4 separate regions of the Mus musculus genome follow, and all the other regions are linked to region 2. A link is a contact called in public Micro-C and promoter capture Hi-C data. All regions are on one chromosome and are shown on one strand. Each heading gives the region's core, a stretch centred on a gene start, on an enhancer-like site or on the middle of the called end of the contact. The rest is flanking DNA. Distances are from core to core; before and after follow the strand shown.

The links. Promoter capture Hi-C pulls out the DNA fragments that hold promoters and counts their contacts. Hi-C and Micro-C count contacts between places; a contact is called where the count stands out from the background. Capture Hi-C pulls out chosen DNA fragments and counts their contacts.
Region 1: a promoter capture Hi-C map of liver shows a contact between it and region 2, with 2.9 times the contacts expected there. The contact joins the promoter of Dgat2 here to the promoter of Rnf169 in region 2. A contact is called at or near these places in 1 of 39 promoter capture datasets (liver), 1 of 115 datasets of contacts at active chromatin or transcription factors (pancreatic cancer cells) and 1 of 9 other capture datasets (liver).
Region 3: a Micro-C map of embryonic stem cells shows a contact between it and region 2, with 5 times the contacts expected there. The contact joins the promoter of Ucp2 here to the promoter of Rnf169 in region 2. A contact is called at or near these places in 4 of 484 Hi-C or Micro-C datasets (all in embryonic stem cells) and 1 of 115 datasets of contacts at active chromatin or transcription factors (memory CD8 T cells).
Region 4: a promoter capture Hi-C map of pre-B cells shows a contact between it and region 2, with 4 times the contacts expected there. The contact joins the promoter of Gdpd5 here to the promoter of Rnf169 in region 2. A contact is called at or near these places in 4 of 39 promoter capture datasets (hematopoietic stem and progenitor cells, hippocampal neurons, liver and 1 more), 2 of 115 datasets of contacts at active chromatin or transcription factors (bone marrow-derived macrophages and pancreatic cancer cells) and 1 of 9 other capture datasets (liver).

The regions. Positions count from the first base shown.
Region 1 is chr7:99,178,266-99,185,237 of GRCm38.p6, forward strand. It overlaps Dgat2 (diacylglycerol O-acyltransferase 2), which reads right to left and starts at 4,448. Exons shown (of 8, transcript NM_026384.3): 1 at 4,127-4,448. The coding sequence starts at 4,247.
Region 2 is chr7:99,976,122-99,983,787 of GRCm38.p6, forward strand. Rnf169 (ring finger protein 169) reads right to left here and starts at 4,337. Exons shown (of 6, transcript NM_175388.3): 1 at 3,851-4,337. The coding sequence starts at 4,313.
Region 3 is chr7:100,488,860-100,495,782 of GRCm38.p6, forward strand. It overlaps Ucp2 (uncoupling protein 2 (mitochondrial, proton carrier)), which reads left to right and starts at 4,499. Exons shown (of 8, transcript NM_011671.5): 1 at 4,499-4,606; 2 at 5,355-5,516.
Region 4 is chr7:99,376,623-99,384,439 of GRCm38.p6, forward strand. Gdpd5 (glycerophosphodiester phosphodiesterase domain containing 5) reads left to right here and starts at 4,896. Exons shown (of 18, transcript NM_201352.3): 1 at 4,896-5,586.

The DNA.
Region 1 (6,972 bases), core at 3,198-5,697, 800 kb before region 2:
CGCTAGGATTAAAGGTGTGCAACCACCACACCCAGCTTTGACTGGAGAAAGTAATCTTCAGAGACAGCAGAGTTTTCTGCCTAGAGGACCTGGAAGCCCCACGAATGATTCTTTTACTCAACAAATATCACCAGGGCTCCTACCACCTGCCTGCACTGGGTCAGACACTAGGGACACAGCACTGAGAAAGACAAATGAGGTCCTTGTCCCCAAGGGCTGACAATTACCCAAACAATACACACATGTCACAACTAAGTGATAATGACTTTCAAAGTACAAGCTCTGGGAGCTGGAGGATGTGGTGGCAATATGGGTAGGCATGCAAGATCCAGGACCGGGAGAGAGAACTAACTTATGCACAGTGATGGAGGGTCAGAAAGAGTACCAGCATGTGGCATGGCAGCCAGGAGGTCATGAGGGGGTGGGAGGGGTTCAGGTAGCCTCACAGGATCTGAAGTATGAAGTATTGGGGGTGGGGGGATGGAGAAAATTTATCTAGCCAGACAGAAGTTCTATGGGCTGTTGGTATTCCTATCCACCAAGCCTAGGGGAGCTTCCTCAAAAAGCTTGGGAAGGAGACACCATACCCAACATGGAGTAAGCAGCAGGCATTTGGCAACAGCATGGTGCATATTATGGTCAGCTCTCAGTCCTGTCCCCATGCCTCTCTCTGGCTTAAGGAGGCTGATGGGCAGATGGAGATGAATCGGGGGTTCTGTTCTGGCTTTTGTCTTTTCTTCTCCTGGACCAGTCCTTCGTGGGGACCTTTCTTTCTTTCTTTTTTTTTTTTCTTTTTGGTTTTTTTTTTTTTTTTTTTTTTTTTTTTTTTTTTTTTGAGACAGGGTTTCTCTGTATAGCCCCTGGCTGTCCTGGAACTCACTCTGTAGACCAGGCTGGCCTAGAACTGAGAAATCCACCTGTCACCTGCCTTCCAAGTGCTGGGATTAAAGGCGTGCGCCACCACCGCCCAGCTGAGACCTCAGTTTCTAATGTGTACTATGAAGGTTGGGCCAGACCCAGCACCATGGATGACTGTAGTTTGATAACTCAAGTACTGGCGGCTGAATTTAGGAGCAGGAAGGTAGAGGCAGAGCAGAATTTCCACACTTGCAACTGAGTCACTTCCCTGCTAATAATGCACTGCATTTGGCCCTCCTTTCCTGGCCGAGGTGAGCCTTGGCAGCAGATGCGACTCAAAAGTGGGAAAAGCCACAGGGAACTGAGGGAGCGGGGACAAGAGCAAGGTTCTCACTCTGCGATCACAGGACTACGGGACTATGTCAGATGACTGCCAACCCCCAGTTCCAGAATTACCCGCAACAATCTAGCCACTTAGTTTTACCCTCCACCTAGCATATGCGCAGGGGAGGGGTTCTCCATCTCTACCATCCAAGCTATGCGGTCATCATAAACAGCTGTTGGGATTCTTTTATTAAAATCCCAACTATGACTCCACCCCTGTCCTAGGCTTCAGAGCCACACAATGTCCCAGCTCAGAGCTGTACTGCCACTACCTCACGCTGGGTCGTGGACTAAACTAAGAATAGTCACAAGCAGCCAAGGCTCCACCATGAGAAGCCCCCCATCCAGGAGCAAAGGCAGGGATGGCCCTGCGGGTGCCTATTAGCTTCTAAGCCACCGTCTAAGCCAGACATTCAGAGATCAGAAATGCCAATGTGAACCAGGAGGGGTGGCATATGCCTTTAATCCCAGCACTCAGGAGGCAGGTAGGTAGTTCTGTAAGGCCAACCTGGTCTACAGAGTAAGTGACAGGACAGCCAGCCATAAAAAACAAACAAAACAACCTGTCTTGAGGAACTACACACACACACACACACACACACACACACACACACACACACACAAATAAAAAACAGACTCCCTCTCTCCCAACAAATGCACACCATCCAGGTTTCGACAATAAAACAAGTTATCAGTGCAATCTCTCACCCATTATGGAACTTCCCTTCACAGAGTCCATACTCTTGCCTCCTTCCTTGAACACTGCCACTACCAGGGTGGTTGGTGGGAACTGCTCTGAGGAGACAAACTAGGCCACTAGGGAGTGTCCATAGGACCAAGGAGGAACAAGGAGGCCTCCTGGAGATGGCAAGATAACAGAGACTTTGCTAGAGCACCCTCCCCTACCCCACCTAGTCTTTCACCAAAGTAGATTCCAGAGAGTTAAACTGACTAGTCTGCATTTCATATTAGTCCTGGTTGCAGTCTATGAGGTAATCACACCCACTTTTTTCCCCATTGTATTTTCTACATTGAACATCAACATGGAGAAATTCTCTTGCTATGACAGTAAAGAACTGCTCAAGAGCTGGAGGACAAATTCTGAGTTAAAAAACAAAAACAAAACTGTCAAAAAAAAAAAAAAAAGAATTTAACAGGCATCCTGCTCTTGGAAGACAGAGGAGAGCCCAGGAAGAATAGCTCCAGGAGGGGCCATAGCAGACCGCAGGCAGGGGCCATTACCCAGAGACTGAGAATATTTAAAAGCATTGACATGGGCAGATCGCGTCCTTCCCTGTTAAGGGAATCAAAAGGCCCAAGGAAGAGAGAAGCACTGAGAAGAGGCCAGTGGAAGCTGTAGGCTGTATGTGGGGCAGCTCCAGGGGCTTGCCCCCTAGGATGGAAACACTTCTCCAGGGGCAGATAACCATAGCAACAGTCAGCTAGGACTGGTGCCAATGCCAGGTGGAAACACTCTGATGGAGCCCCAGCATGGGTTAGCTTGCAGCCACCAGCATGTGAGAATGGCAGACATACAAATGGTAAGAAATATTCATGCCGTACCATTAAGAGAAGACTGAATTTAGAACTGTGTGCGCGTGTGTGTGTGTGCGTGTGCGTGTATCTCTATCTCATATTCTTGACTTTATACAACATGTACTAAGAGATGTAACCACTAGATAGTTGGTTTACCAGCAATCTTATTTTGTTCCTGATTGCCTAAACTTTCAAGATTACCACAACTAATATGTCCTGGAACTAACTCATCCTGTAAGCCAGGCTGGACTCACTCTCAAGAGATCTGCCTGCTTCTGCCTCCCAAGTCCTAGGATTGAAGGTGTGCATCACCGCTGCCCTTTCTAAGGAAAACTGGGGTAGCTCGTTCCTCCTCCTTCAGTTTCTGCAGCTTCAGCTAAGCAACGTGGGGTGCTTTGCCTTGTATGGAAAAGGCTGAGGTGTGATTTGAACTGTATGCCCCCCTTCCCCATTCACTGAAGGCCTCGGTTCTATCTTGAAGGCAGACACAACTTCTAGAAGGATAATCAACTTAGGCAGATCTCTGTGAGTTCAAGGCCAGCCTGGTCTATAGAATACCAGGACAAACAGAGCTGTTACACAGACTAAACAAACGAAAAAAATCCAAGGGTTTCCCACCCCTCTTCTAAGTATGTCAGACTCAGGGTTGCGCTGTGAGGGCTTCACAGTCTGGGTTGGCCCACAAAAGCTGGGGCAGAGGGCAGTTGGGGCACACCTGGTTCCAGGCAGGCATGTTCTCCATCCAGTGACTGTTTCAGGGGATTACAAAACCCTACTTACCACCCTGCCCCATCCAGTTCCTCCCAGCCAAATCCTGCTCCACCTTGTGAGGTAGATCAGTACTGGGGGCTGGAGAGTGAAATATCACTACTAACTGAGCTGAGTGGGTGGTGTCGCCCTCAGCAGCTGGGGGGATGGCAAGTGATGTAACACGTGTTGCAACATTAGTGAGTACCAGGATGGAGAATGAAGCCAGGCTAGCCTAGGATACCAGGTTGCCTGGCTCAAACTGGGTAACCAGCCGAGCTAAGCATGAATCTTGCCTCATCCTTAACCAAATGACAGGATGCAGAAGAGTCAAGTTCCCCTAAAGAGAAGCTAGTTGTAGTGGCACACCTGCAATCACAGCACCTGGGATGCCAAGGAAGGAGGATTAAGAGTTGGAAGCCAGCCTAGGCTACAAGGCGAGACCTTTTAAAAACTGGAAATAATTGTCTGGGACTCCGACCTGAACTAGCTAGCCGTCCGTCCAGCACAGGGCAGCACGCTTTGGCCAAAGTCCCTTCCTGAAAGTCGTCTTGCTGTGGGTGCCCTCAGGATGAAAGCCCTAGGGATGACTGACACTCACCCCATCGCCCAGACCCCTCGCGTGACAGGGCAGATCCTTTATTCTTGTTTTCGCTGCGGGCAGCTTCCGCCCGACGCTCACCCCGCAGGACCCCGGAGTAGGCGGCGATGAGGGTCTTCATGCTGAAGCCAATGCACGTCACGGCCGTGCAGAAAGCCGCCTCACGCCGCGCCCCTGACCCATGCCCCGGCCGCCGGGGCCAGGGCTTCGCGCTGAGCTCCGGGAGCTGAGGGACAGCGCCCAGGCCGTGGCGGCAGCAGGGCGAGAGCTGAGGTAGGTAGCCGCTGCCACCCTAGATGAGCAGAAAGCCAGCGAAGCGCGGCCACGGCGCCGAGCGCCGCTGCGCGCGCACTTTATAACCTCACAACGGGGCGGGTCGTGACGCTATAGGGCGGGGCAAAAGGGTCCGCCCCGGACTGTGCCATGTTCTTGTAGGGGGTGAGACTCCCGGCGATAAACTATGCACAGAGCCCAGGAAGGCAGCATGGCCTGAACTGTACGGTTCAGAGTCTATAGAATACGGGCAAGGGAGCCGGAGTCCCGGTGTATGAAACTACTCCTGGTTGCCCCAGCGACCGCCTTGTCATTCTCCCAAGCCTCTCTCTCAGACGTTAGTACGGTCCAGCAGCTGGAACGTGGGCAGGGAGTTTGAGCACGTGCGGGACGATCCGGACCGTGCGGGTGCCTGTGTCCCTTTTGGCTGTGCTTTCCTTGGGCAGGCCTAGCCTGCAGTGAGTAGTGTTGGAATTCGTTAGGTTACAGCTGGACCTGACAGTTACCCAAGTGCCGCAGCCTTTCCTTTTACCAGCAAAAAAATAGGAGTGATTGAGTCTTATCAGGAAGGAACCTAGAGCGATGGAGTCTACTACCTGTAATCCTACAATCCTAGCAGCTCGCTCTCTCTCTCCTCTCTCTCTCTCTCTCTCTCTCTCTCTCTCTCTCTCTCTCTCTCTCTCTCTCTCTCTCTCGCCTCTTCTCTCTCCTCTCTCCCCCTTCTCTCCCCTCTCTCCTCTCTCTCTCTCCTCTCTCTCTCTCTCTCTCTCTCTCTCTCTCTCTCTCTCTCTCTCTCTCGCCTCTTCTCTCTCTCTCCCTCCCTCTCCTGTATGTATGCAAGAGTTTGAAGCCAGCCCAGGCTACATAGTGACCCTGTCTCCAAACACCAAAGACAAAGGCAATACTACAAGCATAGTGAGTGATGGACTTCAAGCCCAGTTCCAGACCTCTCTTCCTCTCTTTTCCTCAACTTCAGGGTGTCTTTTGTTTGGCTTGGTTTGCCGGAGGGGGGCAGGGTGTGGGGTTGAGGGTTGTGTGAATGTTGATGTTTTGGTTTTTCTTTTCTTTTCTCTTTTTAGAAATTGGGTTTCTCCTTGTAGCCCTGGCTGTCCTGGCACTATGTAGACTAGGCTGGCCTGAATTTATAGAGATGCACCTTTGTCTGACTCTAGTGCTGAGTGAAAGGCATGTGCCACCACTCGCAGTTTGCAGCTTCAGTTTTCTTTCACATCTGTAAAAACGGGAACACCCGTGATTGTATTGTGAGAGGCTTTGAGAATTGAGGAACTGAGGTATATGGACTAAGCTCACTACAGGCACTGGGACTCATTCCCATTGCCCACAGAGGAAGAGGAGTTCCGCAGAATGAGGGTGTGAGCACAAGCCGAAGGGCAGCATCAGTCAGCATGTCTGGATTGGGGCAGGACCATAGAGACTGTAGTCCTGGCAACGTGGGAGATGGAGACTGCAGTGACATGGGATTAGAAAATCCTCCAGTGTCTCTCTTAAGACTTTGGGGTGGGACTGGGTTCTGGGAGAGCCTTAAAAGAAACGAAAGAGGTAAGATGAATTGTAGGATCCCTCTTGACAGAGTATGAGAAATAAACGTGAGGACAGGTTGCAGTGGGGAGCTGGGTGAGTGGGAGAATCTCAAGCAAAGGCAGTGGTTAAAGGTATGCCCTTCAGAAAAAAGATAGGACTGGGGTGTGGCTCACCTTTGGGTTGCATACTGTAAGGTCTAGGTCAATAGGGCCTTGGGGAAGAGCAGAAAAGAAAGGAGGTGAGTTCTACCTGAAGAGGGGAGAAAGTCCCAGGGCCTGTGACAAATGCCATTAGTGAAACCTAGAAACACTTGCATGATGAGTGGTGGGGCACAAATCTCACTGAGAAAATACTACCAAACCCAGAGAACTGAGTCAACCATAAATAGAAGGAAAAAGATCCTAGGGCATGATGATGCTCTGTGGTAGTCCTAGGTCATTTTATGGAACTAAGGGAAAGCTACTGGCATGCCATGCTCACGGGAGACTCGAGATGGATGTATGCTGTGCAACAACTGTGGGGGGAGAGAGGTATATATATATATATATATATATATATATATATATATATATATATATATATGGGGGGCAGAACAATACACAAACATACACACACACACACACACACACAGCATGGAAGACCTCGGGTCACTGTATGGCACATTCCTGCTCCAGGAGCATCTCTGTAGAGGAGGCCTTGTGCCAGGACCCATGAAAAACTCACTTACCTCTGCTACTGTCCGATGGGCAGAGATTAATCTGGAAGGTTATAAGCCTGGGGTGTAGTCTTTCCTTTAGCAGTGACTTGTCAAGTGTCCTTGCTAAGTCGATAGTTGTTCATCACAAAGTGGAGGTGGGAAGTTAGCCATACCTGTTATAACCTGAGCATGTGGTCAGTGAGGAAGAGGATGAGGTGGAGGAGGAGGAGGATGTCTCCTTCAGGAGCTCAAGGTCATTCTCAACTATGTAATGATTTGGAAGCTGGCCTGAGTTAGCCGAGACCCTGTCTCAAAAAAGAAACAGGAGGAGGGA
Region 2 (7,666 bases), core at 3,087-5,586:
GCACCAGGGACAGTCGCACAAAGCAGGCCAACCCCACCTTCTGTACATAACTGTTCTGTAAGAAACCACCAAGAGGTACACTCGCTAGGGCGCCTACAAATGCCCTCCTGCTGCTGAGGTTTCTACTCATGAAATCACAATGCAAATACTTCAGGCTCCTCCATTAACAGCCATCAGGAGCCTCACACCTGCACACTCAGCACTCAGGAAACTGCAGCAGGAGAATAGTTCAGGCTGGCTGGACTCTAACTTCAGATCTCATCAAAAACCAAAACAAAGTCAACATGAACCTTCCCCTGTCCACAGTCTGCACTGTGTCTTTTACACAATGTGTCCCTCTGTTAGCTTCTGTTTATCTACTACCTCACTGCAACTTCTAACTAGTAGTTCTTGCCTCCCTGTCACTTTTCTCTGTGCAACAATGAGGACCCAGAATGAAACCATCCTTAACTTCTTCTTTTCTTTAGCAAACTCTTTATAAATCTGTTCAAGCTATGGGTGACTTCTCCATGGAAATGCATACAGTTACAAAACAACTTTTTTAAAATTATGAGTCGAGAGAGATGGCTCAGTGCTTAAGAGCACTAGCTACTCTTCCAGGGGACCCAAGCTCAGTTCCCAGCACCCACCCACCTACCAGTTCCCAAAAATCTATGACACCAATTCCAGGGAACCCGACACCCTCTTCTGGCCACTTTAGGCAAGCGCGCACATGCACACACACACACACACACACACACACACACACACAAAATCCATGCTGGCAAAACACTCATACATATATACTTTTAAGTTTAAAAAAAATAGCAAAATATAAGATTCCACTTAAATGTTCACCAATAGATAGCTAAATAATGTTATATCCATTTAATAAAATGCCATACAACTGTAAAAAGGCTAAAGACATTTTCTCTTCTAGTATGCATGTATTATTAAACAGAAAAAGAACTTTACAAGCTAGGGAGATGATGGCTCAGTGGGTAAAAGTGCTTGACCTGCAAGGATGACCTAAGTTCAAATCCCTATAAAAAAAAAGCCAGGCCCAGTTACAGGTGTCTGTCACTTCAGCATTGAGGGACAGACTGGGGGACTGTGAGAACTTGCCGACCAGTCAACCTAGCAAAATGAAGAGCTCCCAGTTCTGTCAGAGACCTCATCTCAAAGCAGAAAGGCATAAAGCAGTAGTTTTCAGCCTGTGAGCCTCAACCCCTTTGCAGATTGAGTAACCTTTTCACAGGGGTCACCTAAGACCATCAGAAAACACAAATATTTACATTACAATTCATAATAGTAGCAACATACAGTTATGAAAGAACAACAAAAATAACTTTATGGTTGGGAATCACTACTACATGAGGAAATTTATTAAAGAGTGGAAGCATTAGGAAGGTTGGGAACCACAGGCAGAGAGAAAGGTATCTGACATCCCTCTGTCCTGTGTGCCCATGTAACAACACACACACACACAGAGAACAGTGTGTATAGCATAGCAAATATGTATTTTATTTTGATTTGGATTTCATGCAGATGCACAAACTGTGAAAGAGTAAACAAAACACCGGTGACCCTGGAAATGGGAAGAAAGCACATTCACCGAATGAATACTTTCTCCCATTTCCCTCAACTCACGAGTGATACAAGGTTGTTGAGATTGGTTTTGTTCTGTTGAGACAGAGCCTCCTGTAGCCCAGACTGGCCTGGATTTTATTATGTACTCAAGGATCTTGAATTTATTCTCTAGTCTCTACCTCCCAATTGTGGGATTATAGGCTTGCCCTAACACACTCAACATTGTATTTATTACATTTTTCTTTATTTATTTTGGGAGGTAGGTGCACATGCCACCACACACATGTGGAGATCAAAGGACAACTTTTCAGAGTCAGTTCTCTGCCCTCACTACGGAAGTCCTGAACTGAACTCACTGTTAGGTTGGCACTGCTGGTGACTTCTTGCTGCCCCCACCCCGTTGTTAAAGTTTTAATTAAAATAGATTGTGTATAACTTCAGTAAATACCTACCAATGCTAAAAGATAGTTTCCAAGCCCTACTCAGCAATTCCTTTTTTTTAAGTTTTGTTTTTTAAATGGCTTCCCATGATGCCAATAACCTTGAACTTCTGACCCTCCAGAGTCCACTTCCCAAATACTGAGATTCCAAGTTTGCATCACCATGACTGGCTCGGCAGTATTTTCTATTCTTCTAAAATTATTTAGCTGGACAAACATATGATTGCAATGATCCAAAAAGTAAATTTAGGGAAAATACTTTTCATTATGACCCACATATAACTGAAAGATACTAAGTAACTTAACAAGTCCTATGGATTCTCATTTTAGGTAAATGTCCTTAATCACTAATAGCCTATCCTTTATTTAAACAAATTTCTTTTAGTGGGAAAAGTTTACACAAATCAATAAGCAATGCATTCTTTCATAATTCAAATTTCAAGGTGGATGTTTCATAACAGCTCCAAGAGATATATAAAGAGAACTGCTATTCTATTTGACCATATAGTCAATGTAGTAGGGAGACCAGAGAAATTGCTTATATTTATAATCTCAGAAATTAAAGCAAGCTAAATTGAGAAAATCATATGGAATTGTACTTTCATCATAAGACAAGTTAGTTAATCTCTTTGGGCCTCAGTTTCACCTATAAAATAGAAATAAAGGTACAACCAAGAGCACTGTGATGGTTTTGGAAGGGATAACAAGAAACGCAGAAAGTAAAATGCAGAGCATCTCAGCCCTTAGACTGAAAAACAAGGTGTCTTTGGCAGGTGTCTCTGCTTGAACCAAAAATAGATGCATTCTGGACTCTACAGTTTCTAGGAACTGCACTTTCATATACACACAAAGCAATGCCTTCCTTCTGCTGAAAACGACGTAAGGCAGAATTCCTAACATAAAAGGGCTAGCAAATGGCTTTTCCTGATTCACGGTTCTTGAAAATCTCAGCTGTAGGTATGTTGCTTAGGCTTGCACCAAAGAAGCCTAGGTCTCGGTTCATGTTACAAACGGAATTTTCTATCTCAGACTTCAGCACCAACAAGTGATGGGCTGCCGACGGTGAGAAAGGCAAAGGAGTTCAGGCCAAGAGTCCTACAACAGACCTTTAAGTTGCCAGCATCATAGATGAAACTTACATAGAAAGACAGAAAACAGCCCCCAGCCAAACCAATCTTTGTCTCCAAAACTTAAATCCCACCCAGCTTTCTTCATCAAGCACCACTAACGTTTATGATTAGTATTATCACCAAAATAGATGGCATTTATCTCATCCTGTGTGGCAAGCTCTGCGCTAAGCATGCATATATATATATATTTTTTTTTTTTTTTTCCCAAGATAGCATGAGAAAGAACTTCACACGAGAGCTCATCCTCAAAACCCACTCTGCTCTCAAGTCTGCAAAGCTCCCCCTGAGCCTGGGATATCCCACACCTCATTCTCTCCAGCCCTGGAAGACACATCCCTCCTAGACCGCGCGACCCCAAGCCCTCTGCCCAACACTGAAACAAGCGCTGCTGGGATCCTCCAGGGCCCCTCCCCCTCCACGCACCAACTTCAACATGCCCCTAACTTGTTCCAGGAATTGTTTCCTTCCAAACTTCTGACTTACGCAAGGCGCGGGGTCCCCTCACTGCCCCTCCAAATTCAACACGCGTACAGTTCGCTCCAAAGTTCAACCTTCACCAACACATACTGCGCCTGGGCAGAACCCGGTCGCGACCCCAGCAGAACTCTCCACACCCGCGGCAGCAGAGCCCGGGACCCTCCACCCCGCTCACCAGGCCAGACCCGGCGGCTGGGCCTGGCTGAAGCCCACAGGGGCGAGGGGAGGCTCCACCTGGCTCCGCGAGCGGCTCCGGCTCCGGCCTGGGCCCCGAGGCAGCCGCGCCCCCGTCCCGGCGCGGGCGGCAGGGTTCTGGCTGTCCACGACGGGCGCGCTCGCCCATCAGCTCCGCGGCGGCCTGGCCGTCGTCGCGCGCCCGACGGCGGGCCCAGCCCGAACCGCGGGGACGGCAGCGACGGCAGCCCGGGCCCGCCGCGCGCGAGGCGCAGCCTCGGCACCGCGAGTGGCTGCACGGCAGGGCCGCCACTTCCCCCGGGGTCTCCAGGCACCCGGTGCAGCCCGACTCCTCCGGCCGTGGCGCTGACCGCAACACTAACAACGCGGGGCTGGAGGCCGGGCCCGGAGCCCCGGCTTTCGCTGCCGCCATCTCGTCACAGCGGCCCCTCCGGCCCCGCCGACTCAGAGCTGCCGCGGCCGCAGCGGAAGAAGCCCGAGTGCTCGGACCTGCCGCCGCCATCTTGTTTCCCGTTTGAAGGGAGAGTCGGTTGCGGTGGGAGAGGAGTAGAGGGCGGGGCAGTGCGCGGCGGACAGCTATCTGCATATTCATGAGGGGGCGGGAACCTAGTCCGCCTGGGGATATTTCTCCTAGGGCCTTTCGCTTAGCAGGAGGAGACTGCTTATTAATATTTAATGATTATTCTTTATATATCTGGTCTTTCAGCCCGCCCTCCTGTTTTTGTAGTTTCTAGCACTGAATCTTGAGAGACTGAAAGAATTTATTTGGAATTTTTGAGCGACCCTGAACTTTATAAAATGAACTATAAATATGAGCTATCCAGAAACTTGTCGAAGTACTTCATTTGGTAAGGGCTTTCTCCTCGGGGCCATAGCAGCTTGTTGTGATTAGCATGAGGCCTATCATGACCAAAAGTCTTGAGTGATTGTTGAAATAACAACCTGACCAGCCCTCATTTCAGCCCCTCTCTCTCCACATCCCTTTATGAAGTCCCCTCCCTTGGCTGGGGCAAAAAAAAAAAGCATACTTTATTACACAAACCCTGCTCCTCAGATTACTTCTGTGTTTGATACTTAAATGTAGATACTCTTGTGTAAGCTTGTGCCTTTTCTTTTCTCAGTCTATATGACTCCCTGGTCTCCTCTTTTCTTCCCCATGAAAGCCCACACTAATATCTGCAGTTCAGAGTTATTGAATTTATCATTATGGATATCTGCATGCTCCGTGCACAAACCTAATGTCTCCATCCTTTCAAAACAGCCCTTATTTCCCACATTCTATTCACAGAACCATCTCAAGGGTCCTCACGCTCCCAGCCCAGGCATCTTTAACTTATAGTCTTGTCATTTTCTGGCCAAAATGGCTCTATTTCCAGCCTGTTCCCACCCACTTCTTCATTCCATAAGCCCACTGCATGATTTCTTTCTCCTCATCTCTTCACCTAGCTGGCAGCTGTGACTTCTGCAAACTGACCTGCCATCACACAACCCCTCTTCCTATAAGCTTTGTCCCATGGATCTTAGAGTTCATTCCTACCGGCCAGCTCTGACCACATCATTCCTGTTTAAGCCAGGGAGAGGTGTTGAGACTTTGCTGTGATTTTCCTTTCTGGATACAGAGGATTTAGGAAAAAGAATGGCTCCCCCTGATGGAAAGATGACTGTACTACAACAAGTCTCGGGGTGTTGCCTATTTATTTATTTATTTGTTTGTTTGTTTGTTTATTATTTTTACCTTAAGGTGCATTTGGACCAAGATGTTATCTTTATGGAAAATCACAGGCTTTGTAAAGACATTATTTTTAAGCAACTGTATGTAGAAGAAAGCATCTAGAAGCTCCAGGTTGTCATGAGAGTGTCCACAGTTGGTGGTAACCGATTCAAAGCAGAGTGATTAATCCAAGTTGGGGTGGGGGGGACTGGAGCCTTAGGATGAGAACCTGGAAGTAAAGGACAGACAGCAACTGACAAAGGGTCAGTGAGTAACTAAACATCATGTCCAGAGAGTCAGAGGCCCAGCCTAAGGCCCAGACAGCCAGAATACTGCCAGACACAGAAGTGAGTTCTTGGATGGGCTGTCCTTTATCCGGGCACTTGCTCACTTCCTACCCAGGGACATTTTACCTGGTTCTGACAAGGAAGGCTTGTGGTACAGAGAGTATGCTAGCTAGTTTTCTGTCAACCTGACACAAGCTAGAGTCATCTGATAGGAGGGAGCCTTGGTTGAGACAGTGCCTCTATAAGATCAGGCTCTAGGCAAACCTGTAGAGCATTTTCTCAAGCAGTGAGTACAGCGGGAGAGCCTGGCCCTTTGTAAGTGGTATGACCCTGACCTGGTGGTCCTATAAGACAGCAGGCTGAGCAAGCTATGACGAGCAAGCCAGCAAGCAGCACTCTTCATGGCCTCTGCATCAGCTTCTGCATCTGGGTTCCTGACTTACTTCCTCAGTGGATTGTAGTTCAGGGTATGTAAGCCAAATAAACCCTTTCCTCTCAGAATTGCTTTTGGTCATGGTGTTTCATCACAGCGTGGTGAAACTTAGACAGGAAGCAGCCACCATTAGAAACAGTTGCTTCTTGTGAGCTGCTTACACAATAGGACTTCAGTCTGAAGGGCCTGTTCACTGCTAGCCTAGAACAGTGTAGCTTGCTTTCTTGGACACAAAGAGAAACAGAAATTTTTCTTTTCCACAGAGAAAAGTAAGCGATCTGAGTATCACTTGCCCAGATGCCAGCTCCGATCTTGTTCCTGGGCCTTTTCATTGGCTCCCTTCCTTCTTCCTGCCCTCGGTCTCCTCGGCTTTAAAATAAATGTCCTGGAATACAGCAGGCTCTCAGCCTGGGATGCACCACACAAGTGTGTGCATGTGGGCATATGACAGCCACGGTGCTGCCTCAGACTGATGCCAAAAGCTGAGATAAAGGATACCAGGATCTATGTCGTGCTCATTTTTAATGCTATAAGAATCTAACACTAGATTGTCAGGGAGACTGTTACAGTGGACACGTTCAACAGTCTCTTCTATCCCTCGAATTCAGAAGACCGAGTTCCCAGTTTCCAATTTTTTTCTCTCCTCTATGCTGTTGCCAAGGTAATCTTTCTAACACAGCAATGGTGACGAGGTGCAGGGGGTGGGGAGAGACAGATCTGTGGAGAGTTATTCATGAGGAGAACAGGAACAAGAAGATGGCTCTGAAGTTTCAGTTGACTGTGATCATGGTTGACAAGCCAGCAAAACAGAGCAACCAGGAAGGAGCACCAGCCTGAGAAGAGCACCAGCCTGAGAGGGGAGAAGGACTGAAGGCCGGCAGACATTTTGTTACATCGCATTTGCCACCATCATCTAAACCTCCACTCTGCTAAGAAACCCCTCATTCTGCGCCTCTCTGACGAGAGGAGGGAAGCTGGCGTAGGAAAGCATCTAACTGCTCCCTGCCTGGAGAAGCCAGGACTGGTCATAGGTCTTGGGCTCTACTCGCTTCCCACTTCTCTCAAAACTCTGCATCTTTGGTGAGTGGCAGATTTAGAGACAGATTTAGAATTGTTCATAGCAACAAAAACAGTGGGTATCCAACAGCAAGGGATGTTGGGTGGGAACTGGGGGAGGTGTGGTGTCCTTCCCTTGGTGATAGTAGCCACTGGATTGTTCCTGTGGTACCGGCTGCCCTTTCCAGTTGACCCAGTTTTTCCTTAAACCGTTCTCAGTTCCTGTCAACTGTGCTGTAATTCTTGTTGTTTTGAGGCATCATCCGAGACTGGTTGTTAAGGATGCTTCACAGGTTATGAAATGATACAACAAGGTTAGACCAATGGTCTAGAACAGAAAAAAAAGCCCAAACAGTGTAACTACCGTG
Region 3 (6,923 bases), core at 3,249-5,748, 510 kb after region 2:
CACACAGGCCCACCCAGGGAGTTGGATTCCTGAGCTCTGGGACCCAGCAGCCCTCATGTGACTATGCTCAGTCCAGCCATCCCGAAGAAATCCAGGGGCTGGAGAGCCAGCTTAGCAGTCAGGACACGCAGTGCTCCTGCAGGGATTCTGAGTTCAGTTCCCAAAATCCTCGTCAGGTGGCAAGACTGCCTGTGATTCCGGATATAGAGAATCCATATCCAGTGCTTCTGGCCGCCACTCACATGCACATGACATGTCCCCTCCCCACAATACACACTTTAAAATAAATAAAATAAAATAAAAGAAATCTGATTTTGCTCAAAACTCTTCTAGTATATCAAGCAGAAATAAACTAGTTTGAACCTAAATTCAACTACAATACCGACACAGTAGAGCATTGAAGACCATTGGCATTTTTCTTTCATTTCTTCCCATTTGTTTGTTTGTTCTGTGTCTTTCTAAGTCCTGAAACTTGCTATATAGACCAATACTTCTACCTAGACCAATCTTATACCTCCTACCCTCACCATCCCATGAATGCAGGTGCATGAACCAGGTGCACACATGCACACACACATACACACACACACACACACACACACACACACACACACACGAGAAACTAGGATCCACATATAAGAAAGAATATGCAATATTTCTTTCTGTTGTGTATATATGCCACAGGGCATTTGAGGATGGGTCAGGGTCTCCCAGATTTTAAAAGCAGTCAAGATTGCCATGACAACATCCGGGGAATCCTAAGAGGAGGGATTGACAGTGCAACTGACAGCTCCTATGGTCTCCACAAGAATGGTTGGACCACAGCAGTTGTGGGTCCCCCACAAAACACTCCTTGAACACCACCACCACCTGCTTAACTTCAGGAGTAACAGCAACAAGGCTCACGTGTCTACCAGACTTGGGAACAGCAGTAGCTCTTCCAACTGGGCTTTGATCTCTGCCTACCTTGATGAAAGCACCTGCTTTGCTCCAATGCCACCACCACTATGGGGCCAACCTAGGTGAAGAGTTGAGCAGCTACTGACCAAGTAGCTGAATGTCTGCACCCAACAGTTTCAGCCATTAGAAGAAGAGAACCATATTGGTGGCTCAACTACAGCTCTTGCTTCTTAGCACCAGGCAAACCTGGGCTACATAAAACTCTGTTTCACAAAGAAGTACGGGGTCCTGGGGAGTCAGTAAAATGCTTTGTGGCAAAAGCATGGCGCACTGAGCTCAGATCCCCAGTACCCTAGCAACTACATAATCTCAGTGCTGAGGAGGCAGAAACAGGAGGGTGCCTGGGCTATGCTGGACACTGCAGCTAGTCAAATCAAGTTCCGTGAGACCCTGCTCCAAAACTAAGACAGGCAAACGTACACACCAAACATACACATTGCTCACGGCTTGCTTCATGGCTCTTTCACATCTGAACAGGGCTCCGCTGTGTAGCTTTATGCGGGAATCACATCTCACCTGTTTATTCCAGTGCCCAAAGAGTTTAAACTTGAGAAACTAGCAGACGTAGTTTAAGGTTGGCATCATTATTTACCATATGTTTCATTATTAGCTGTTAATGCATATGTTTTTATCTATTATCCTGGGCATCATGATTTGATATGCTCACAGTGATGAGTCACAGGATGGAAGCAAACCTCTTTCTTTTCTTACTGTGTAGGCCCTGGCTGTCCTGTAACTCACTATGTAGACCAGGCCACACCTCCTAATGCATCCCAAATACCAACTGGGGACCAACTATTCAAACACACTAGCCTCCAGGACCATTCTCATCCAAACCCCCACAACCAGAATGAAGATTTAAGCTCAGCTCTTTATGTGGAAAAGTCTTACTAAAGTATCAATGCAGTAAATGCATACGGATGAGATGCTGGACCTACTGCGGAGAGCTGCAAACTGAACCATTGGCTTTTTTTTTTTTTTTTTTGACAGTGTTAATACAAATTCATGTGGTTTCAGCTCGCTCTGCTGGCCAGCCAGCTCTCGTCCCCTGTACTGGGCTTATAAGCACACCGGTGACCCACGCCTAGCTATGTATACAGGCACTGGGAACTCTAACTTGGATTCTCATTATGGCAAAGTAAGCTCTCTGGCCCACAAAGCCATCACTCTAGCACCTCTCTGCATTTACATTTATCCAAAGTCTAACAATTCATTTGCTATTTGAATTACATTTGCTACTTCTCCATTTTTTTTTAAATCAAGAGTTTTATCAATATAAATCTACAAACAATACAGTTCAGTGGCAGCACATACCTTTCATGTCAGCACTCGGGAGGAAGAAGCAGGTGGATTTCTGTGAGTTCAAGGTTTCAGCCTGGTCTACAGAGGGAGTTCCAGGACGGCCAGAGCTGTCACACAGAGAAACCCTGTCTCAGAAAATAATAATTACAATTATTATTATTTCTTTTAAATATTACATTATATTAAATAATTTATAAGTTATTTTTCAGTAGTGGTATATGCAGTGTAGTATACTGAATAGAGTTTTAGCCATCCCCATAATAATTCACACATTCATCTATGAGAAAATGCATCTTTTAATTCTTTTTTTTAGATTTATTTATTTTATATATGTGAGTATACTGCTACTCTCTTCTGACACACCAGAAGAGGGCATCAAATCCCATTACAGATGATTGTGGAAAAGCAGTCAGTGCTCTTAACCATTGAGCTGTCTCTAGCCCCACATCTTTTAATTCTTATTTGACCAATTTTTAAAAAAGATTTATTTATTTTATGTATATGAGTACAGTGTAGCTGTACAGATGGTTGTGAGCTATCACATGGTTGCTGGGAACTGAACTCAGGACCTCTGCTTACTCCGGCTCCACTCGCTCCGAGTCCAAAAATTTATTTATAACTATATATAAGTACACTGTAGAAACACCAGAAGAGGGTGTCAGCTCTCATTCTGGATGGTTGTGAGCCACCATGTGGTTGCTGGGATTTGAACTCAGGACCTTCGAAAGAGCAATCAGTGCTCTTACCCACGGAGCCATCTCACCAGCCCCTTCACCAATTTTTTAAAAGAGTGGTTTATTGGGTGCATTGCGAGTGAGCAATGGGCAGAGTAGAGTACTGTCAGCTTTGTAAGATCACCACCAGCTATGTTGGGATCACTATCCACCCACCAGCTATGGGGTTTTGCCACTTGATAGTGAAGGTTTATTTTATCTAGTCTTGTTTAAAGTAAGCCAGCTGGCTAATAAAGCCACACTGGGTGTTCAGGATCCTTTCCTGGGTACGTTTTTAAGCACAAAACCCATGTTTTAGGGTGACATACTTCAGCTAACAAAACAAGTTAGCCAGTAGTGGAACCACAGAAGCCAAAAGGTAAGATCAGTACATTTAGAGATTTTTCCAGAACGATGGACATTGATGGTTCTGTCTGTGTGCTGAGTTTTACAGTTGAATGGTACTTCCATCATGGAGTCAGATGTGCTAAGGTCTGGGGTCCTATTAAGGTCTGGGGCCTCTCACACTTTCTTGTTCTGGAAAATAATGGTTAATGATGACCTGGAAAGATTATCGTTAGGTGCCTGCGCCGCCTACCTGATGCATAGTAATTGCTTTCCACAAACGTTCACCCAGCCCCCTCCTCCCACTGCACTTTCCACAGCAGCCCAAACCTACTTGAGCTTCTATTATAGTATATTCGGACCCCTGGTCCCCGGCTTCCTGCTCTTGGGCGCCTAATTCCTAGGCAAGCAAAAAGGGTTCCACGCCCTGATCTAATCTCTTAAAACTCCGGGGCTAAGGAGGATAAAAACAAAAGAAGAAACCGACGGAGAGTACCAAAGCTTGAACACAAATTGAGGCAAATTGAGACCTGCTTCCTACCCCCACAATGCACGTTAGTCCCCGACACAGGGCCCAAGTATTGCTTTCACGTCCCCCACTCCTACGTGGCCATTATCTCGCTGAGGTCCCGTCCACCTGCTGAGTTTGTCCTCGCTGGGCTGGAGTGCAACAGGCGAGGCTCTGCCCTGCCCTCTTCCTTGCGGGGCGCCAGCCTGGCTGCACTCGGTGCAGAGGGGAGGGGAGGCCAGGTGTTCTCGCCCCACTCCAGCCGTTAGGTGCCAGTGTCCCCCGGGACCTGACTGGGAGCGGCAGAAGGCGGGAACGCCAGCCTTGCCCCGTCACCACACCCGGGTTTGTTCCGGTCCCCGAAGCCCGCGCTCCGCCCGGTCCCCAGGTGCCTTGCAGGGAGGGGGAGGGGAGACTTGAAGGGGTAAGGGGTCGCGATCCAGAGCAGCTGGCCAGTCAGTCTGCCTGTCCTCACAAAGAGATTGTCTGCCCCGGGAATAGAAGGGGAAGATCTGAGACTGGAGCCTCTGGGGGGACCTAGGGGTTTCAGGCAACCACAGATGGAAACGCCTCCTCACCCGGGGGCGTGGGCCGCCCTGGCTCCGCCTCGTCACGCCACGCCCCGACCACGCCCTCTAGACTTAAGTTCTGTAGGCGCGGGTTCGCAGCTACTGTCAGTTCCGCCCTCGGTGTCGTCGGGTCGCCAGCTTCCTGGGCAGCCACCACTCTCCCGCCGTCGGACACAGCCTTCTGCACTCCTGTGTTCTCCTGCGGTCCGGTGAGCGTGCCCCATCCCTTCGCTGGCCGCACCTGCTCTCTCCCACTCCATCTGTCTTTTCTCTTTCTTTTCCCTTCCCTGGAGTCCTAATTTGCCCTCTCTAGGTTTCTTTCCTCCTAAATACGCCCTTTGTTATTTGCCTCTGACGTCCAGTTGGTCGAAGGTTAAAACCTTCATCTCTTTACTTCTTCCCCTCAGCCTCGATGTTCCCAGCCTGACCCGGGCGGGGTGGGGGAAGGGGCTTTCACGTCAGCGAAGATCAGAATGACTGTCACCAGGAGGCTCTGGGCCATGTGCCCTAAAGCCTGTTCTTGTATCAAGGGTTGTTTGTGCCTGGAGGAGCCTTGGAGTTTGTTTGGCCTTTGTTACACTATCTTATGTGGCTGCCTGCCGGAGGTGGAAGTAGGGACACAGGGAGACTGGACCTGCCTTATCCTGATTCAACACAAATAGATATAATGCTCCACTCAACAGTTTTGTGACTGTATCCCCCAGGCACAGCACAGCTGCCTGTCTACATAACTGTCTGAGAAACAAATTTGGAAGTGAGCCAACGTGTGGGAGTAAAGACTCCTGAGTTCTTCCCCTAGACCCTGGCTGCTCTGAGTGAGAACTGAGCCTTGCATGGGTCCCTCCCAGCAAGGCTGTCTGAAAGGACTTGTGTGACAGATGACCCTTCCTTGCAGGGCGGTGGTCCTGCAAAGACAATCTTCCTTTCTAAACTTGGCTTCCTTCCTCTCCCCCACAGGACACAATAGTATGAACTTTAAGTGTTTCGTCTCCCAGCCATTTTCTATGGAAAATCGAGGGGATCGGGCCATGGTAGCCACCGGCAGCTTTGAAGAACGAGACACCTTTAGAGAAGCTTGACCTTGGAGGCCTCAGCCTGAGACCTCAAAGCAGCCTCCAGGTAAGGAGTCCCGGCTAAGGAAGCCTTCTCTCAGGCCTGGGGCCTAGGGCTGCTCAGCAAGACAATAAAAATTCCCCTCCTCCCACCCTGATGAGAGCCTCTTCACAGCTCAGCAATCCCCTTCTTCATCCCTGATCACCTTCTGGCCCGTAAAGATGGCGGACCCCAGTGTATAAGGGGAGAACCTGAGTGGGGTGGGGACTGGTTCCAGGTGGCCTTGGCAGTCAACAGCAGAGCTGGGGCAGAAGCTTATGGTGTGTGTGTGTGTGTGTGTGTGTGTGTGTGTGTGTGTGTTATGGTGTGTGTGTATGTGGTGTGTATGTGTGCTCACGTGTGTGCTCACGTGTGCATGTGTGTGCATGCACGTTTATGTAAAGGCACACGGGTGCTGTGGCACGCACATGAAGGTCAGAAGACAACTCAGGCCTCCTACCATCTGTGTCCCAATGGCAAGCACCCTTACCCACTGAGCCATCTTGCTGGTCTGAGCTTCCATTCTTTTTTTTTTTTTTCTTTTGTCCTAGCTTTTGATGTCCCTGTGAATGAGATTAGAAATTGGGTGTTGTTTTTTTATTGCCTCCAGTGGTTGTCCGGTCCTATAAAGTGGATTCTGTTTTTGTTGGTTCATTTTGGGTCGGGATCTCAGGACCTCTCTTCGGCTGCCCTGGAGCTTTAGATGCAGACCGTGCCTGACAGGATTATCTTTCTAGGCCTGCGTTTTAGTCATAGAAACCTTTAGTACAGGTGATCTTTGCCTCTGGTCCCAACCCTCGAGGACCCGACCTTTGGCAAACCCTACGCTGCATTCACAATGGCAGCTGAGCCACATGTTTTTGATCTGGCAGCAACTGGCAGCTGAGCCACATGTTTTTGATCTGGCAGCAACTGAGACCTCGTCTTTCTGGACTTCACAACATTCTACCACTTAGCTCATGATTAGACAGGCCTGCATCAGACTCATGCACTAATACCTACAGAGGAGGTCTGCCCAGAGCGTCTCAGAACTGTTTAATTGGTCAGAAAGGGCTTCCATTGTGAAGGGCCTTATCTGAGCCCGAGACTGAGAAAAACCGGGAGACATGAGGCACCGCGGGGCTGGGCAGACAGTGAGCCTGTGGACATGGTTCTGAGCTCTCCCGTTTAACGGGGACCCAGGGAGGGCAGGTGCCTTCCAGGCTGCTGTCAGGATTTCTCAGTGGAGTCGGAGTGGGGAGCACTACCTGGGAGAAGACTCCCCCGTGAGGAGTCAGGGAGCACCTTCACCTAGACATTGACTCCTATTCTCCCTGAGCTCCAGGGGCCCAGACTCCTGACTGAAGTCAGGCTTTTCCTAGAGGCGCCCTTGAGCCTGTTGTCATGGTGAGTCCCTCTGATGTCCCTGTTTGTCCCAGCCTGGGTGAGCTGTTT
Region 4 (7,817 bases), core at 3,646-6,145, 600 kb before region 2:
TCTACAAGCTGCAAGCAGAGAGTGTGTTAGGCTGAGCTTGGTGTGAGCTTTAGAAACCTCATAGCCCATCCTCAGTGACACACTTCCAACAAGGACACACCTCCTAATCCTTCTCAAACAGTTCCACCAACCACAGCCCAAGCATTCAAATATATGAGCCTATGGGACCTGTTCTCATTCAGACCCCCACACTAATCCTCCAGTAGGCCATCCCTGCTTACCTCTACTTTGACCTCAGAGAAGGTGAGGCTGACAACAAGGCTCAGAGGCTTATAATGACCCAGTGTCCCAGACCATCCACAGTTCCCCTCTTCCCCAGCTGGGGCCATAATGTCTTCTTGGTGTGTGTCCCCTGCTTCTACAGTCCTGCTTTTACAGATTGTAGCTGCAGGGCCACACGAGACATACGTGGATAGGAAGGTGACAGGCCGGCAGACTGGAGCCCTCAGAGGCCCTGGGATATGTGAAGGTGAAGAAACAGGGGCTGTCTATCCGAGTGAAGCTTCCTCAGGGTGAAGCCCACACTCACCCCTGCCCCACCAAAGCCCACCAGCTCCTCCATCTTCATTCTATCTATTGGGCACTTATATGGGGCTTGCCACCTACTGACATAAGAAAAACTTGATCCCTTGAGATCTCTTGAGTTAAGTTCCCAACTTCCAGATGAGGAAACCGACGTATAGCAAGATCACAGAGCTAACACAGGCACTCAGGGGTCCCTGCTGGGCCACGTGGCTCCAGAGTCTGTGCTCTAACTGCTCCATGAGTCAACCTTAGTTTCTCCATTTTGCCTCAGTCTTGTTCTACAAATGGGTTGACTTCCTTATCTGTCACTCGACTGTTCCCTGCTCATGTTTCTGTGAACAGGGCCCCCTGATTATATTGGATTTATTAAATCCTTAGGTATTGTATGTTACTTTCTAAATTGCTGTGACAAAAAGCAACTTGGACAAGGAAGGAAGGGAGGGAGGAAGGGGTTATTTTGGTTCACAGCGTGAGGCTCAGTTCCTCATGACAGGGAAGTCAAGGACGCGGTATTATGGGTCACATTGCAGTGACAGTCAGGACCAAGAGTACTGAGTGATGATGCTCCGCTTGCTTCCTCCACTTTATTCAGACTGGCACCCCAGCCTATAGGATGGCACTGCCTCCACTTAGGGTGGGACTTCTCACATTAGTAAATCCAGTGTAGGGCCAGAGAGATGGTTCAGCAGTTAAGAGCACTTCCAGAGGTCCTGGGTTCAATTCCCGGAAACCACAGGGTGATTCACCATCATCTATAATGGGATCTGATGCCCTCTTCTGGTATGTTGAAGACAGCAACAGTGTACTCATGTGTATAAAATAAATAATTCTTTAAAGAAAAATCCAGTGTAGAGCCCCCACCACCATGACCACGTGCCCAGAGGTTTGTTCCCTGGGTGATTCCAAATCTGGCCAGTCTGACAATGTCAACCATTCCAGGTATCCAGTGCTCTGATGCTCTCCCTGTGGCAACACTGCTGCACAGCCAGCTAAATGAGCAACCCCTGTGTTCACAGAGAACTTGGCATATGGCTGCATGCAGAGTCCTGGACCAAGGGCTCTGCCTAGAGAGTGTCATTGTCCCAGCCTGGGTATCCAATATGTGGCATATTACTTGGTCTAGCACAGGGTACATAGGGTCATAGAGTGAGAGAATGAAGCACACTATCTCAGTGCAGGGCCAAGGGGTCCTGTCCCATCCCTTGTCCTTAGAAGCTTCTAACTGGGTTGGGAAACTGACTCTCATTGCCCTAATCCCTGGGCATAAATTACAAGAGGGGGGCAAGACTTCCATTGCAACAGAGCCCACAATGCTGCCCACTGAGAGACCTGGAGAGGCTTCCTGGAGAAGCCTTTAGGGATGGGGCATTCCCCTGGTGGAAAGGGACACACGCAAAGACTTTGAACTGGTGGAGATAGAGACCAAGGTGGAAAGGCATCCAGAATCTGCAGGTGCAGTGAGCTCAGCTGAGCCCACCAACTGCTCTAGACAGTGTGCTGCACAAGGATAGGATCACCTCTGCCTGTTAAGTCTTAGTACCCACCCATCCCCACCCCACCCCTGCCACCACCGAGCACGGTGCCTTCCCATCACGCACAGAGTGCAAAGTTATCCAGTGAAGAGAGTTTATACACCAAGGTGGCCTATTTAGAGAAGGAATGCAAAGTGACTGATAACTGTCAGCCTGCAAGCGAGTGTCCATCTAGGACGAGAACACAAAGTGCCCTCTGCACGGACACTGCGGAGCGGCATCTGCAGATCGCTCTGGCTAGATGCACAAGGCTCTCAGGAGCCGTGGGGTGCACAGAAGGCTACTGTCTCCTGTCAGCCTCCAGGCATGGCTTCCAAGCCAGGCCATGCACTGACAGCCTCCCAGACAAAGCCACCACCAATCATCCACTGTCACTCTGTGGCCTCCCTCACCACAAAAGGCCAGATTGCCCCAGATCAGAAAACTCCTTCTCCTCCATAGGGGCAGCCAGAGGGCAAACGTGGGTGTTTTGAGACCTGAGCAGCCGTTCACCACTTGCTGACCTTAAGTGGGCCTCAGGAGTCATCGAGGAAGCTGTGTTCTGAAAAGCTTTTTTCTTTTGGACATTCTGTCCATCTGACCTCCTGAAGAGGCTGTCCTAACAGCCAGACAGCTCTACTCTGAGAACCTCATTCATTCATCTTCTAACGCTGAGGTCTCTCAAGGGCCATGGTGGGTGGGGACATACATCCACAGAGTAGCTCCCAGCCATGAAGGGGGAGGGAAATGAGGCATGAACATTCTTAAAGAATCTTCCATGTAAGCAAATCAGACTAAAGGCTGCCTGGGAGTTCAGGATGGCATCTCAGAGAAGGTGACATTTGTGACTCAATTACTGAGTCTAGGCAAGGCTCTAGGACACAGCAGTCAGGCAAGCTGATGAGCACTGGCTCTCCAACTCTCACCTCAGTCCTGCAGGGGAGCAGGAATAAACTCAAGGTGGGATTCACGACAGTCCAGGAGGACCATAAGGGCAGCCACTCGGAGGAACTGTGTAGGGATGATGTTCATTGTTAGCGAATCTGAGAGAGGTGTGAGGGAGGGGGGGGGGGAGAAGAGGTGGAAAGACAAGGAGCTACAATAGCAGGCTAAGAGTTCAGGGCTCCGTGGGGCTGACAACTGAAGGCTGACGGTTCTTGGCCAAGGGGAAGGTATACGAGATCTTGGCACCCTTACCAAGTGTGATATGGATAGCTTCAATCCTCAGGCAGGCCCTTGCCACTCCCCTAGGCGCTGTGTTTTAAGGACACTTGTTTCCCTACAGAACTCCATCATGTTGACAGTGTGCTGAAAACTTCTCACAGCCCTCTGCTAATGGAATCCAAACTCCAAGCTCCTCCTAGTTTGATCTCATCAGCATCCAGCTGGGCTGTGGGCTCAGGAGGATCTTAAGAGATCTTTGGTCCTTTGGATAAGTCTGAACTCCCTTCTACCTGCCTCGCTGGAATCTCCCACTTTGACTTTTGCTCTACTGCTGCCAGGATTTCTCAGGAGCACGGTCAACTCCTACTAACCTTGCTAGCTTTTTTTGACCTCAGTTTGCCTGTAACCTGCTCAGGGAAGCCTCTGCTAACCAATACGAGGCAGAGATCTCTGGAGGTGTCCTTTGTAAGTGCTGTTGTTTCTGTCAGGAAAGCCATTCCTTTGGTCTTCTAAGCCCATGTGGTTCCTCACTCATTCGACTGTCAAGTTGCAGTGTCTTGAGTTTCTTTAAGGTGGTATTATTATGTCTTGTGAGACAGGCTCACACTGGCTTCCATTCACTGTGTAGTCAAGGATGACCTTGGCATCGCCTTAGGAGGCTAAAGCCATCTTCCAGAGCCAGTCTAGTCCAGGAATGTCACAGAGTTGGTGGATAGAATCCTATACCAGCAACAGCAATCTGGAAAACACCATGCGCCCCCTACAGTCTTGGTCCACAGCAGTGACAAAGGGGTTTCACGCAGAAAATTGATTTGAGGCTTGCAGATGAACCTGGGCTGGGCTGCCTCATCCTAGGGCTCCCCAAGCCAATTAGTGACTTAAGCCCTGCCCACGCGCACTCGCAACACTCATTCATATATCAAACCCTTCACTCCTGTTCGGTGCCTCACACAGGACGCTGGATACTTCAAAGACAGGGAGGGGTGGGGAAGGTGCACAGCCGACAGAAGTCACGATTCGAAGTGAGCTGTCCTCACACACCTCCGCTCATATTTTTGAAACTGATAACGACGTTCCTCCCTGAGCCGCAGAACTCTGGGAAAGGGGAAGTGTGGGAAACAGATCTGCTTTTTATTTTTACAAACTTTTTTGCATCGCTTCCTAAAATCAGAGCCTTGCACTGCTCCCAAATGCTACTCAGTGCAAGGAGCCCTAGCAGCGGGGAGGAGCAAGAGGCTGGCTGTATCACGCTACGCCCCAGGTTCCGCCATCCAGGGACATCCCAGTCCTAACCTCGCCTCCTCCATGCTTCGCCCTTTCCCACTGCTGGCCTCGTGCTCAGTCACAGTCAACCCAGGCCCCCGAGCCCACCATCTTGATCTCCAGGCGGCTGGCTCGCTTGCTACGCGCAGCTTTCATTGTCCTTCTCCAGCGGCACCAGACCACGCTCAGCAGAGTTCCACCCCTCTTCCACTCTCCCATTGGCTCTTGCTGCCCAACTGCGCCGGGGACCGGCCTAGCAGTGTCTCTCACGCCCCGCCTTTGCTCCCGGCCCGGCCAGGGGCGGGGTTTCTGTTGGTCCCACCCTTTAGGGGAGGGGCCAAGCTCGCAGGCGCTCCGGAGCTGTCTCGGCAGGGCTCGGCTCGGCTCGGCTCGGCTCGGCTCGGTTTGCAGCTCGGGTGGGGGTGGGCGGCTAGGGTGACAGCGGCAGTAGCAGAGGCTGCGGCGCGAGGCTGAGCAAGCGGTGAGCGGGGAGCCGGTAAGAGGAGGAAGTGGAGCGGCGGCCCGGAGCTCTGGAGTCCGCTGCCGGCACAGGTCCGCCCAGATTTGCAGAGTGAGCGGCGTCGGGACCTGGGCAGACTTCTTCGCCTTGCTCCGGCCGCTGGCGCTCCGCCTGCCCTGCCCTGCCCTGCCCTGCTTGTCCGAGCCCCGCATTCCGCGCCTGGACTTTCCTAGCCCCGTGGTCTGGAGCTGCTGGGACGTTCGAGCCCCGGCCTTGATCCGGAGTTCCGAGACGGGACGTTCTCGGCCCCATCATACTGACCCATCTCTGCTGGAGTGTCCTCCGCCCCCTGGTCGGCGCAAGGTGGCCCCAGCTCTGGGACTTGAGTGTAGAGGAGCCGGGACGCCCACCGGCCTCCAGCTCCTGGAGAACCAAATCTTCAGCTGCCTTGGACCGAACTGCTCCGGACTTGAAACTGTACTGGCACCGCCCGGGTCCAGCGCACCGTGAGGGGTCCCAAGCAGGCAGAACAGTCGGACCGAACCCCTGGGCGAGTCGAAGCTGCCACCTTTCTCCGCCCTAGGTTAAGGATCTTGGGGTGCTTGCTCCCAGGGGAACACAGGGGCTTCTCCTGCCACAGTCTCCAGCGAGCGGAGGTTGCAGGTGAGAGCCCCGGATGCGCGGCGGGAGCAGTCCCGGGAGCCTTAGAGGCAGGGCCCGGGTCAGCGGAGGGCGTGGAGGGGACACGGGCAGAGAGTGAACTGTTTAGGAGAGGGCGCGCGAAAGATAGTAGAGAGAAGCCCGCACTTATTGAGTGCCCATTGTGTGCAGGTCCGAGCCCCGCCCTTGCACAAGTCGTTCCTTATCCAAAGCTCATAGCAACCCCGAGATAAAAGCTATTGTGTATTGTTATGGGCGCAGACAGTTGGGGAAACTGAGGCGTGGCAGGGTTGAGGTCCTCTGCCTTCCATGTTGAGGATTAGACTGGGGAGAAGGGAGAAGATAAAGAGAGAAAGAGCAAAGAGGGAGGGGAGAAGAAAAGAAGTGGATAGCCTGCATGCACGTGAGAGCTTGGCAGGGTGGGGGCCTCTGGGGCATCGAAATCCAGGCACTGGTCCTGAAGCCGAAGAGGTCCTTCTTACCAGCCACTCTTGGGTCATGGGCATGCCACCTCCCAGGAAAGGTGAACCTGCGTTGAAGGCAGGGCTTCCCTGTTCCAAAAGATCTCTTCCCGGGGTCCGGGCTGGAGGGACAACCTGCTTCCCATAGTTAATGTCCCCAAGTTACTGAAGTACTCTTTATCTGTTAAAGGACTCACCATATTGGTCCCCAAGACACAGCCATGTGGAAGCTGGAGCTGTGGTCCCTCAGAACTCAGCCACCTTCCTTTGGCATTATTAATGAGGACACTGAAGACTTGTGGGGGGCACAGTGACCCCAGGTCCTAAAGCCAGTGAGTGGTTGAGAGAGAAGTAGACCTGAAAGATTTCCAAACATCCATCAAGGGGTCTGCTCCCCTTCCTAGTTCACACCTTTTCGGTCTGTGGCTAGGGTTTCCCCAGCCCCAATATGCAGTTGAGGTAAGCGTGTATGAGACTGCAGAGAGTGTGTGTGGTTGGAACTGGGGCTCAAAGAAGCCTGACTCCAGTCTCTATGTGCAAAATGGCCCAGGGCAGACCTTCTCCAGGTCTTAAGGTTAGGGCTGCCGGATCTGGGGACACACAGTCCAGGTGCTTGATTCCCAGGCAGAAGTTCCTCCTGCTCGCTGCCCTGGGATCTTTGTAGGAGAGGGTATTGTGAAAGAGCATTTGGCACGGACTCTGTGGGCTCTTGTTCTGGGTGGGGCTGGGGTGGCATATGGCCTTGGTCTGGGCACTATGGCCCTGGCTGGAACTGGTTAACCTTTGTTGGGCTGGACTCCCTGGAGTGTGGGGAAATTACCTTGGAAAGCCCCTGGGAGATGGAGCAGGGTCTTAAAGACGAGAAGCCTGTTCCTGGGGTTGGAGGGGTTCGAGCAGCCTAGAAGGTGTCTAAGGGGCTTGGGATTCCCCCTCCCCCACCTCTGCCTGAGGATTCAGATCTCATAATAATCCTTGCATCTAAACAGAGCTCCCTTTTTGATGAACTAATTTCACACCTGTGATCTCATTTCACTGCGTGCTGGAAAGAGCTGGGAACCTCCGGTGAGGCAGAGCAGGAGACTAGGGGAAGCCTCCTTCTGAAGTCTCACCTGCAAGATGGGGGTCAGAGCACGGTGCTACCTACTCGGAAAGAGAGGGTCCCACAGGCAAACTGTTGAGTGCTAAGGAGTTGTGGAGCTTGTCCAATATGGGCTTGCTATTTTAGGCTATCTTGTGTGGGAAGCTGAGGCTCAGAGAGGTGAAATCTTTGACTCAGGCCTGCTGAGTTTGCTTCAGGGACTATTTAAGTGTCAACTGTGAAGTGTTGTAGAAGTGATGCAGGTGGGCTAAGCGGCAGACTGGAGCCTAAGTGGCCAGTGGTCAGTGCTGTGTGGTAAAGAAGCTACTCGGCCTCCGGGGTCACGGGCAGCCATGTTACCCTCTGAGCCCTCTGCTTTTCTAGGAGAGTGGAATGGCTCTCCCACCAAGATTAACTGAGCTAAAGATACACAGTGCCTGGCTACCATCCAGTTCCTTCCCTACGGAGAAAGGAAACTGGAGTTTTGACCAGGAAGTCTGGGAAATCCTCAAACTTGTTTGAGGTTAGAACACACACAGGTGGCAGTCACAGGCTGAGAGACTTCAACAGCTTTGTCCATCTCGGTTCCTGGGCAGATAAGGCTCCCTGTGCTTCCTCTCCTAGTTACAAAGCCTTCTCTAATCTACTTGGAGACACTGGGAAGGGGCCCTGGATTCTAACAGTCCTCACACCCA